2 separate regions of the Mus musculus genome follow, and region 1 is linked to region 2. Evidence: chromatin contacts called from public HiChIP or PLAC-seq data. All regions are on one chromosome and are shown on one strand. The core of a region is the stretch at or near the end of the contact, and the rest is flanking DNA. Distances in the headings are between cores, read along the strand shown.

Region 1 (6,123 bases), core at 1,060-3,559, 48 kb before region 2:
AGAAAGAAGAAAGAGGGAAAGGAAAAGGAAAAGGAAAAGGAAAGGAAAGGAAAGGAAAGGAAAGGAAAGGAAAGGAAAGGAAAGGAAAGGAAAGGAAGAGAAAGAAGGAAGGAAGGAAGAAGGAAGGAAGAGAGGAGGGAGAGAGAGAGAGAGAGAGAGAGAGAGAGAGAGAGAGAGAGAGAGAGAGAGAGAGCCTGGGCTACATACCGAGAAAAAAAGGAGGGTGAGGGGAAAAGGGAAGGAATGAAGGACGGGCATGGTGGTCCACACTTGTAATCCTAGCACTCAGAATGAGGTCAGCCAGGGTTACATATGTAGTTATACATACCTAGCCAGAGGCAAGAAATGGAAAAAAGAGTGAAATCAAGAAAAAAATAGGAACGTAGAGGGAAATTACTGAAATTACTAACATTTTTATCGATTCAGGCAGATTGAGTCCATCATCAATTTTTATGCTAAATTTCAAATTATAGCAAATAACAACATGAACAATTTAACAGAAACATTCAGAACAAAACATAAAAATTTATAATTAAATTTAAATTAAAGAGAAAAAATCCACTCAGCCAATGCTGCAATCTGCGTGGTTCTCCAAAGCAGGGAGCTGAGAATCTGTTCCCTAACGCAGCAGTGTCTGGAGATGGGGCCTAATGGGGGTCCTTGGCTCTTGTGGGTTCCATACCCATGAACTGATTCATGACACTACAGAAAGAAGTCGCGATGGAGGAGGTATGGCCGTTGCTCTTCAGCTGTCTGACCTGCTGAGGCACAACAGCCCTCCCATCTAGAGAATGCAATATTCAAAGGACCATGCCACAGTCAGAGGCCAAACCCTGACAAAACACTGGCACATTGGTCTTGGATTCTCCAGATACCAGAACAGTTAAAAATAAATTTGTGTTTCTATGAACTAACCAGTCTCAGGGATTCTATGGTAGCAGAACAAAATAAACGAGAATAGATATCAAATTTAGGACTGCTCTTCTCTTCAGAAGGGTGTCAAGTCCTTAAGAGAAAAGCTGCCAAAGATAAGAATGCAACAAACAGGCATTTACTTTGTGGCAGTTTTAGCCTTTAATTTGGGGGAATGCAGTACACTAATTAGAGGCATTCTTGGATAAGAAACATGCATTTCTAGACCTAAGGTTTGCTTTCATTTGAGGAGAATGCTGCCTTTTCCATATGGTTATGGGTGGCTACTTTCATGGAGAGTCTTGTTCATTGATGTCCTGTCTCCACTGACAGCCCTATGGGCAGGGAAAGATAGCAGGCTGAGGACCAGAAGCACTCGGAAATTTGCTAATTCAAATTTCCTCACCATGGCCCATCCTTACTAACCTCTCTGGTTTGATTTGACTTGATTGCTGGAAGGCTTTTCTCCAGAACAGGAAAACGTTAGGGAAGTGCTGACTTTAAGGAAAACAGGGATAAGGAAAGGATGTTTACCCAATGAAGGAGGAAGTCAGCGTCTGTGACCAGAGCACAAGGGGAATGGTGCCTCTGGTTATCTGGCCAAGGGATGCTGCCACACACACTTCCTGTCTCTTTCTTGGAATCAGTAATTGACTCAAGCATAAAATAAGGATAAGAAATAACATAATTAGGAGAAAGGGCTTATCAGTTGTGATCAACTCCCAAAAGTTCTTCACCAACAGACATCTCTCAACCTTAGAAGATATTTTCATAAGACCCAAAGTTACATAAATGCTGAATACCTCACTCTCTACTATCCATAATGTTATCCTTCAACATATAGACAGCCCTAAATTAAAATACCTCAAAATACAACATGAAAATCAAAGGTACCAACAAGTGCATTGAAGGCAGTACCCCTCAATGCAGAGGCAAGACACAAAGAACTTCCGTGGACTTCCTAGGAGGAAGTGATCTTCCTTTATCTCTGATTGTCCAAGTGGCAAGGACAGCACAGAATGTGTTCCTGCCTGTACTGACAGACATGTCAGTTTCTCAAGATTCACTTGACGGGCTAGTGATGAGGCCAAACCCATGTCTGTTTCTCTGGAGTGGAGGCTGGGTCACTCACAGCCACCTAGCACGCAATGACCTTCCCCTCTTTCTCTTGACAATAACAGCAGTTTAACTGATGAGACAGAGAAATGGACCCTATAACCCCACATGCCAGTGTTACCATTCTAATGTAGTCTTTTCTCTTGAACTCACCCACCTCTGCTTCTGTCTTCATTGCCAGTCCAATGACAAACAATACCAACTCTGACCTATGAGCATCAGCTGTATCAGCAGGTGTCCTTAGCTCAGTGCCCATGTGCTCCTATGATGCTCCTGCTTAGAAAGTGTTTATTCGCTTTCTATCTCAAAAAACTGATATCTAGATATGTACTGAAATGTGGTGCGTTGAACCTTGCCAGTTCAGTTGCCTTTCTGTTTGGCTTTTTCTGTAACACTTTTTCCACAAGCTGCCCTGAACTTCTCATTTTGCCTTATCAGCCCATCTCTGCTTTTAACTTCTCCTCCACGGTCTTCTGTGAGTGGGTGCTATCTCTTGCTCATCTCAGTTTAGTAAGCGCCTCCTCCTTCAAGCGGTACCTCTGATACAAAGACTTCCTGACTGACTTGGAGTGGGGGCCTAGAACATCCGCTCCTCATAAATGGAAATCATATCTTAGTCTTTTTATGATAACAGTAGGGACATGGCCTTTCTCTCTTTTTAAGATTGATTGATTGAGCCTTTCTACAAGAAGGAACTGTTCTCTTATGCTTTCACTAAGGCTAACTCGCCAGCTTAGGCAGATGTACGAACTTCAGAGTCAGTGAGAGGCCCTGTCTCAAAACTCCAAATGGTGCACATACACAGGAACACTTATACATGCACCACACACACATGCGTACACCACACACACAATAATAATGAAAACACTGGGAGATAGAAAGTTCTGTCATGGGCTGGTGAGATGGCTCAGTGGGTAAGAGCACCCGACTGCTCTTCCGAAGGTCCAGAGTTCGAATCCCAGCAACCACATGGTGGCTCACAACCATCAGTAACGAAATCTGACTCCCTCTTTTGGTGTGTCTGAAGACAGCTACAGTGTACTTACATATAATAATAAAATAAATAAAATTAAAAAAAAAAAAAAAAGAAAGTTCTGTCATGTTCATTAGTAAACATAAGTGATACTGTTAAAATGGTCATAATATTCAATGCAATCTACAAACAATGCCATCCCCATCAAAATCCAAATGACATTCTTTATAAAAATAGAGAGTATTGATCCTGACGTTCATATGAAAAAAACAAGACCCAAAATAGCCAAAGAAATACTGAACAAAAGCCACATTGAAGGAATAACACCTGACTTCTAATTATAGAACTTCAGTGACAAAATGGCACGGTACAGACGCAAAACCAGATCAAGGGAAAACAAGGACAATCCAGCTACTGCTATGTGGTTCTTGCTAAAGGTGCCAAATGTAAACCTGAAAAGTACAAAGTCCTCAACAAGTGGCACTGGGAGCTCTGGAAAGTCAGACACCATAGGCCAGTCTCTCAGAATATGCAAAACTGGGCTCAAAGGTGACCAGCGACTTTAATGTAAGACCTGAAACTCTGAAACAACTAGAGGAAAACAGAGGGCAACGCGTCAAGAGCTGGACACAGACAAGGACTTCTTGGAGAGTACTTCTGCAACTCTACATCATCATCACCATTTTCCAGGGATGTGGCATTTTCATGGTCCTCTATAGCAACTGGACAAAGAAAGTTGTAAAGTAACAGCTTCAAACATACTGATGGATACATTCCATAGATGCAGGGATACATTCCATAGATGCACGGATACATTGAACAAACACATTATAGCAGAGCAGGGGAAACTGCTAGAGACCTTAGAGGCTTAAAGCATTCTTAGCCCTTTGGTGGAAACTAGGGGTCTGCTCATACATTCCAAAGAATCTACCTAAAGGTCACCAAAGACATTAAGTCATTGTCTTGGTTTTCTCTCTATTGTCATGATCAGTACCAGAGTGGAAAACAATTTGGTGAGGAAAAACTTGATTTCATGTAACATCTTATAGTCCCTCCTGAAGAGAAGCCAGGGCAGGGAAGAACCTAGCCAGAGGGACTGAAGCAGAGACTGGGAGGAGCACTGCTCACTGGCTGGCTCAGCCTGGCTTGCTCAGCTACCTTTGTCATACAGCCCAGAACAACCTGTCTAAGAGTGGCATCACCCACAGTGCACTGGGCCCCTCCCACATTAATCCCTCATGGAGAAAATGCTCCTCCCACAACTTGCCTACAGGCCAACCTAACGAAGGCATTTTCTCACATGACGTTTGGTCTTCCCAGATAATCCCAGCTTTGTCAGTGACCAAAATCTAACCAGCATAGATTATTAATTGAAAATCACCATATAAAAAGCCTGGGATACATTCCCATGAGTTACTGGTCAGGGAGGCCCCAGAGGTCTGCAGAACAGTGTTCTCTATTGCCGTTGCCCTCGCCTTTGGTTTCACACTATAACTACATGGTAAGACCCTACTGCTGAAGATACCAAACAATTTGACTGCAGGATATAGGGAAATCAATCTCAAACCAACTAGACCTCTTCCTCCCTGCTGGCTAGCTTTCACGCTGCTGGGAGATGCAGGGAAAGAGCAGCTTACCCTTCACTGGAACCTGCAGGCTGCAATAACCAACCTGCCAGGCAAGCTGTACCCACCAGTGCAATAATGGCATGGCTGTTATGGCAATCACTGACATGTTTCTAATTGGACTTGGAACTTGCTTCACAGGAGGGAAATTCACATCTGCTACTGAAATGTTGGTCAAAACCCCATGGACAGGAGAATCATAGACACTAGAGCAGAACCTACTACTGATATTTTGCTAAGTGACCTTGCTGTCAAATTGTCTTCTAAATATTTGCATTTATACCCATGAACCTGGGACGTTTCTCGGTGTTGGTCTTCTTTCCGCAGGGTTGGCATCAATGGAGAGATGGGAGAATTCATGCCTGGGTACTCAGCTCTAAGTGGATGTCTGTATCCACCCATCACCACCAAGGCTCAGGGACATAGCAGAAGGAAGCAGGAAACGCGTAAGACTCGGAGGATGGGGACAATTGCCGAGAGATGCTGTCTTCTGAGCATGAGCTCACAGCAGCTGTGGTTATCTGCATTGAACCTATACAGGATCAAGCTATTCAGAATTCCATTGTAGACCAAGTAAGGGATCCCCAGTCCCCACCCTTTGAGGAGGTAGCATGGGCTGGAAGAGGGAGGATCACTCCTTTCTGGAGGTGTGGCCACTGACAGGATTTCCACTTCAGTGAAAGGCTCTATGCCACACATATACAGGTAGTGTTAACTGGTCTTATCAAAAAAAAAAAAAACAAACAAAAAACAAAAAACAAAAAAACAACAACAACAACAAAACAAAAACTAATCATATACACTTGGAAGAACACACTGTGGGAGGGCACAGGGCAGTTGAGGGGGAAATGACTGGTAGCTATAATACATTTCATTGTATACATGTTTAAAATTATTTTAAATGTTTTTAAGGAATAATACACAGAAACTGAAATATTTTCATAGCCTTTTTCTCTGGTCTTACAAAAGACGTTCAGGGACTAGAGAGATAGCTCAGGGGTTAAGAAAACTTGTTATTCCTGCAGAGGGCCTATATCGTGGCTCATAACTGTATCCAACTCCAGTTTCAGAGGATCCAGCACCCTTGTCTGACCTCCACAGGCAGCAGGCTCAGGAATATGCTCATAAAATATAGTTAAAGAAGAAGTCACCTGCTGCAAGAGATAGATAGATAGATAGATAGATAGATAGATAGATAGATAGATAGATAGATAGATAGATAGACAGACAGACAGATTGATGGATGGGTGGATGATTTAGCCCTGTAATTTATTTATTGAACAATAAATTCCTATTTCTGTGCAACATAATTGGAGTTTGTGTTCTTTGCAGTAGAATATTAATAATCAAAAAACATAAAAAAAAACCTGAAGTGTTAATTTTTCCACAAAGCCAGGCACAGTAGTATATCAACTGTAATCCCAGCCCTCAGGAAGCTGAAACAGGAGAGTCTGGAATTCAGGTACAGCTGGACTACAGAGAGTCTGAGGCCAACCT
Region 2 (6,288 bases), core at 315-2,814:
CCCAGTTCTTAAATCTGGCAAGTTTAAGCTTAAGCACCATCTGGTAGGATCTCTTGCAGAACCATCTCAAGGGGGAACGAAAACCGAAAAGAACAAAGTCTCTTGTTATAGCATTAACCCTGGAATTACTGAGGACAACACCGGGGATTGATTACATTGAGGTTTTCCATCTGAGGTTTGGAGGAAGCAGAAACATTATGTCCACTAACCACAGACCTTATAAATACATAGTCCCAGACACCAGAGATTCTGACCTTGTAGGTCTGTTTTGGGACTGAAAGTGTACTTCTGCCAAACCCTGCACAGGCTTCTGATGAAATGCAGCCTTTTAGAATTTTGGTTCTAGAAAATGAGCACAATTAGACAAATTCTACTTCTGGTGGAAACAATGACATTTCATCCACTGTAGGGCAAAGGTTAGTTGAACCCCCTGAGGGCTCAGGGGTTCTATCCAGGAAGGGTGACTATCTTTCACTCCTGTGGCTGGCAAGTTCAGCTCCCAGCAATGCAGTTACTGGAGCAGTCGTCGCTGTTGGACTCGTGTGACAACCACCTCTGCTACCAAAGCTACACTAGGAACTTATTATGCTAACATGAGGACATCTAAGGGCAGAGGCTGGCTAAGAACTGAAAGATTCATTTGGACTAGTAAATCCTTCACAGGACAAGCTGTCTGCTGACAGTTGGTATATACTACAAAGCTTTCAAATTCTTTCTTTTTCGCTTGGTCCACCCCCCCCCCCCCCCAAGATGCTGGAACGCAAACTCCAGTCCTCTGGGAAAGCAGCAAGTCCTTTTAACTGATGAGTTTATCTCCTGCCCGATCACGAGGTTTTTGAGTGGGTCTCGGGAATTACAAAATGCCCATAGAAGATGGTCCTCCCTCCCTACAATAAGCTGATTTTACTGACTGTAAGACATCTGTCCCGGGCTGTGTGTGTTTAAGTATTCCGCTTGCGTGCAAGTACGTGCAGCACACGTATTCAGGGTCTGCAGCCCTGAAGGGAACGTTGGACCCCTGAACTGGAGTTCCAGTTGTGAGCCACCAGATGGCTATCAAAACCCCAAGTATCAAACCGAAGTCCTCCACAAAAGCAGTGAATGCTCTTAAACCGCTGAGCCTTCTCTCTAGCTTCACTTCTAAAAAGCAGTTTGCTCTGTGTCCTTGAATATCGGGGGCAGGGCAGTAGTTCGCACAGTGTCCCCTTCCGGCGAAGGGTCAAGTGAGCACGTCTTGGCCCTGACCTCCGGGCTGACGGACGATGGCAGCAAACCCAAGAAGCCACTGGCTTAATGAAAGCCTCTCCCAGCGTGGGCCCGCCCTAGGCCCGGTCCTTCGAGCAAAGCTTTCTCCTTAGGTCGGCTCCTCCCCGACCGCGCTCTGCAGTGTCTGCTGGGCCGAGGTCTGGCCGCGGAGTCTACACAGGATCACCTCCGCGGAACGCCCCAGATGCACCCAGAAGCCGAGCTTAGCCACCGCTAGCCAAAAAGGGAGCGCGTCACTGGCACCCGCGCGCCGGAAGTGACGTTATTGCGTGGCGCGCTCCCGCCATGCCTTTCGCCGCCGTTCTGTGGCGGGAACCGCGGTGCCAGGGGGACGGTGACGACTGTAAGTGATGGGTCTGAGTGTTCTCAGCCTTTTACAGGCTGGCGGGGACCGGGATGTGACCTCCGCCTTCCCTCTAGGCACAAAGTTAGGGGTCCTTTCAAGGGGAGCTGCCCCATAATGGTTTCTTTTTGTCTTATACCCAGGAGAAGAAGCCATGCAGGCATTTCTGAAAGGCACATCTGTCAGTGCCAAAGCACAACTGACCAAGGACCGGGGGACACCTGCCACTGCAGGAAGCAGTGGAGAAACCAAGAAAGTCAAACCAGTTCCTTGGGTGGAAAAATAGTAAGAACTGCTTGTACTTTTGTTGAAATAACTAATAAGTGCTAGTGGGGTTTTTTTTTTAATGTAAGGGGGACTTTGCTATATTTAGATCACACCTTTGAGGGGTAGGGGGACGCGGTATCACCCAATAATAAGTCTTAGTCCTTGGAGTGATACAGTAGTTGAATTTAATTCTTTAGTTATATAGATGACCTAAGATGTTTATAAAGTGTACAGTTTTAGAGCCCTACAGAAACGAAGAAAGCAATGTTTCTGTGAGCTGGCTATAAACACTTCCACTGAAATCTGACTTTTATCCTTGTATGTATATGGTGAAATTTGTTGGGATCTTGTTGTTGATGTTAAGTACCACTACATTGTCATTTGCTAGATGATACTAGAACCGTCAGCTACGTGGAACCTCTTTGATCACTAAGGATCTTCAGGTTATTTACAAGTCAAACAAGGTCCTCGTGTGTGTTATTTTGCTGTTTCAATATTATTGAGAAGTTCAAATATGAGTACTTCATCTATATCACCCCTCTTCCTGCCCCCAACTCATCCCATAGCCGTCCCCGCAGCAAAGCAAGTGGTGGTCCCATTCAGATCATCGGGCTTTGAAAGCTCGCACTTACCTGTTGGGAATCTCGCTAACCTTAATCTAGGCAAGCACTCTACCACTGTTCTATACTCCGGCCCATAGATCTATAGTTTTCACATGTTTAAAATTTATCGTTGAGGAAGGAGGATGCATGCCATCACAAGCATGCTTCGACTCCCAGGTGGAGTAAGTTCTTAGCTGCCCTGTGTATTCCGTGTGTCAAACTTGGATCATCAGACTTGGCAGTAAGTGCCTTTGCCTGCTGAGCCATCTTACCACTCCAAAACTACCTACCTACCTACCTATCTATCTATCTATGTGTGTATATGTATGCATGTGTGTGTATGTATGTGTGTGTATATATATATATGTATATGTATATATATATATATATATATATATATATATATAATTTTTTTTTTAACAAGGAGGTGGGGAAGGGAGGACCTAGGGTTCAGCTTCTCCAGTCAGACGGCTCTGGCTCCAAGCTCTCACATTTGCTCACTTTTATGCTGCCTCTCCTTTGGAGAAGCCTTCATCACCACGTGCCTGTCATACATCCTTGGACGGTTTCACTGTTACCTGCCTCATCCTGGCAGACCTTTATAGCACACGCAATGATTCTTGCCCAGTACCAACCTGATTAATTACGCTGGTGTGGATCAGAGAATTTGGGGCCAATAAAAGGGCTCAGTGGGTAAAAACACTTGATGTAGAAACCTGACAACATGAGTTTGGTCCCCGAACACGGTAGTAGAAGGAGAGACGTGACCTCTGATATTTGTTCCCTTTACATCATCTGTATGTGTTGCCCACAGGCACACACACACACACACAAAACAAATAAAAAATTTTAAATTGTTTCTAGTTAATGTGTTTGAGTGTTTGGCCTACACATATATTGCCTGTGTTCCATGTGTGTACCGAATGCCCATAGAGGCTAGAAAAAGGCGCCAAATACCATAGAACTAGAGTTATAAATAGTTGTGAGCTACCATGTGGGCTCTGGGAATTGAGCCCAGGTCCTCTAGAAGAGCAGCGGGTGCTCTTATCCACTAAGCCATGTCTGTAGCCTCAAAATAAAAGGATGTTTTGTTAATTTACTAGGTAGAAATCTCAGTCATAAAGTTTGGAAAGACAACTTTGTCATAGTTTCTCTTAAAATTACTAAATAATGGCAGGTGGCTCACAGCTTTAGTCACAGCACTAGAGAGGGAGAGGCAAGCAGATATGTGTGGTCCAGATAGGGGGTTCCAAGCTAGCCAGGGGTACACAGATATTTGTCTCAAAAAATAAAAATTAATAAGTGACTTAAAATCAAAATTATTAGCTGGTCCTGGTGGCGCATATCTTTAATCCCAGCTCTCAGCAAATTTCTGAATTTAAGGCCAGCCTCGTCTACAGAGCAAGTTCCAGAACCACAAGGGCTACACAGAAATTCTGTCTTGAAGAGGGGGGAAATGGTACTGACCATTTAATGTATTAACTGAGAAAGTGTGCTATTTATTTATTTATTTATTTATTTTAAACCAAAGTAGTTGCCATTTGTTAGGTTATTAAATAGTCATTTTTAACTCCACTTCATGAGCTTTTCAAGAGATTTTAGCCGGGCAGTGGTGGTGCACACCTTTAATCCTAGCACTCGGGAGGCAGAGGCAGGTGGATTTCTGAGTTCGAGGCCAGCCTGGTCTACAAAGTGAGTTCCAGGACAGCCAGGGCTATACAGAGAAACCCTGACTGGGGGGGGGGGGGGGTGATTTTATGAGATTTTATAGGCAGTGTTCCCCCTTTTTTGTTGTTTTGTTTTGAGAAAAGGACTGACTGTGCTGTGTAGCCCTGACTGTCCTGCAATACATTAGGTAGGTCAGGCCGGCCTCAAATCCAGAAAACTACTTACCTCTGTCTCTTCCTTGCTGGGGTTAAAGAGGTAAGCCTCCACATGCAGTTGACTTTAATTCCAAGTTTGTTCTTTATGATACATAAAATTCTGCTTATTATTTTATCATGCAGTACAGGTAGAAGGCAAAAATAATTTCATTCCAGTAGTGTGTATTTGTTCAAGGTAAATACAATGGAGTTTCTGCCTCCTTCAACTTCATGAGTGACATGTGAGTGCTGTCATTGGTGTCTTAGCAGCAGGAACACTTGAGACTTTTCTGTGGCTATCACAGTGCTCTCCATAACCCACTTCCCTCTGTCCTCCAGCCGTCCAAAGTGTGTGGATGAAGTGGCTTTCCAGGACGAAGTGGTTGCAGTGCTGAGAAAGTCCTTAGAAGGAGCTGACGTAAGTAGATGGTGTTTGATGACGGAAAATTTAAGAATTCATTCATAGGAAATACATGCAATAAGTCTTTGATATTTTTTAAAACTATAAGTAGTTTGCCAAATCATCTTCTATGTGACATTATTATGTAGTATTGAAATAAAGATCACTGACTAAGATAGGTTAGGACCCTTTCTCCATGAGCCTTTATTTTTAGAGGAGAAAGAGGACAAACAAGTAAACCCCGAAGATAAAAGAATATTACAGTTACAGATGTGTTATCAAAACAAGTCATTTTAAAATGTATATAGTTGGCTGTGTGTAGTGTCATGTGGCTTTAATTCTAACATCTGGGAGCAGAAGCTAACCTGGTCTACATAGTAAATCCCTGGCCAGCCACAGTGAAGTTACAGTTACCCATGAGTACCACAGGCGCAGCTGTGATACACACACGGGCCTTTCAGAAACATTTCAGACCCAAGCCACAGCATTTACATAGATCCAAAGTAAGGATATTTGAGATGAACCACCACCCCACACCCCCCAAATCAACACAGACTAGCCTGGTCTACAGATCTAGCTCTAAGGACATCCAGGGCTACACAGAGAAACCCTGTCTCTTGAAAGAAAAAAAAGGAAAGAAAAGGTAAATGAGACTAAAAACAAGAGTCAATATATTATAGTTCCCTGGGTTAATCATTACAAATACTGAGTCATGTACAGATCAAAATAATTATTATCTGAAAAACTATGGGACCTGGTATAGTATTCTAACTACTTTGTACATTGCTAAAACAAAATACAACTTAGGGTTTATGCTGGCTCACAGTACAAGATAGAGAAGGCATGCAGCGGGAACTTGAGGCAGCTGGTCACACTGCATTTATGCTCAAGAAGCAGATGGCTCAGTGGTTAAGAGCACTGGCTGCTCTTCCAGAGTACCTGGATTCAATTCCCAGCACCCACATGCCAGCTCACACCTATCTGTAACTCTAGTTCCAGGGTCTCTGACACCCTCACACAGACATACATGCAGGCAAAACACCAATGAACATAAAAATGAATTTAAAAAATAAAAAGAAGAGGCAGAGAGGTGAATACCAGTGTTCAACCTCCTGACTCCCTAGTGCTCATGTCAAATATACAATTAGTGCTGCTACCATTACAAGTCTCTCCTCGTGAACTTGACATTTAAACATAAAACTTTTAAACTATGACATTCTAATCTTTGTCCCCCTAGGCTGATGGCTGACTCATAATGCGAAAATGTATTCAAAACAACTTCAAAAATTCTCAGTCTTTAACAGTGGTAAAGCTGTTTAAAAGGATAAGGGTAGGGCTGGCGAGATGGCTCAGTGGGTAAGAGCGCCAACTGCTCTTCCAAAGACCCCAGTTCAAATCCCAGCAACCACATGGTGGCTCACAACCATCTGTAACAAAGTCTGATGCCCTCTTCTGGAGTGTCTGAGGATAGCTACAGTGTACTTACATATACTAAAGAGAGAGAGGGAGGGAGGGAGGGAGAGAGAGAGAGAAGGAGGAGGAGGAAGA

Evidence for each region. HiChIP or PLAC-seq counts read pairs in DNA pulled down with a chosen protein or histone mark.
Region 1: a contact with region 2 is called in an H3K4me3 HiChIP or PLAC-seq map of the SCID.adh cell line, with 23 read pairs. The contact joins the promoter of C730014E05Rik here to the promoter of Rfc4 in region 2. A contact is called at or near these places in 2 of 39 promoter capture datasets (3T3-L1-derived adipocytes and macrophages), 1 of 484 Hi-C or Micro-C datasets (CD4 T cells), 6 of 115 datasets of contacts at active chromatin or transcription factors (the SCID.adh cell line, embryonic stem cells and pancreatic cancer cells) and 2 of 9 other capture datasets (adipose tissue and pancreatic islet).

The regions. Positions count from the first base shown.
Region 1 is chr16:23,171,466-23,177,588 of GRCm38.p6, reverse strand. It overlaps C730014E05Rik (RIKEN cDNA C730014E05 gene), which reads right to left and starts at 2,309. Exons shown (of 3, transcript NR_155420.1): 1 at 2,186-2,309.
Region 2 is chr16:23,123,006-23,129,293 of GRCm38.p6, reverse strand. It overlaps Rfc4 (replication factor C (activator 1) 4), which reads left to right and starts at 1,564. Exons shown (of 11, transcript NM_145480.1): 1 at 1,564-1,609; 2 at 1,753-1,894; 3 at 4,680-4,758. The coding sequence starts at 1,764.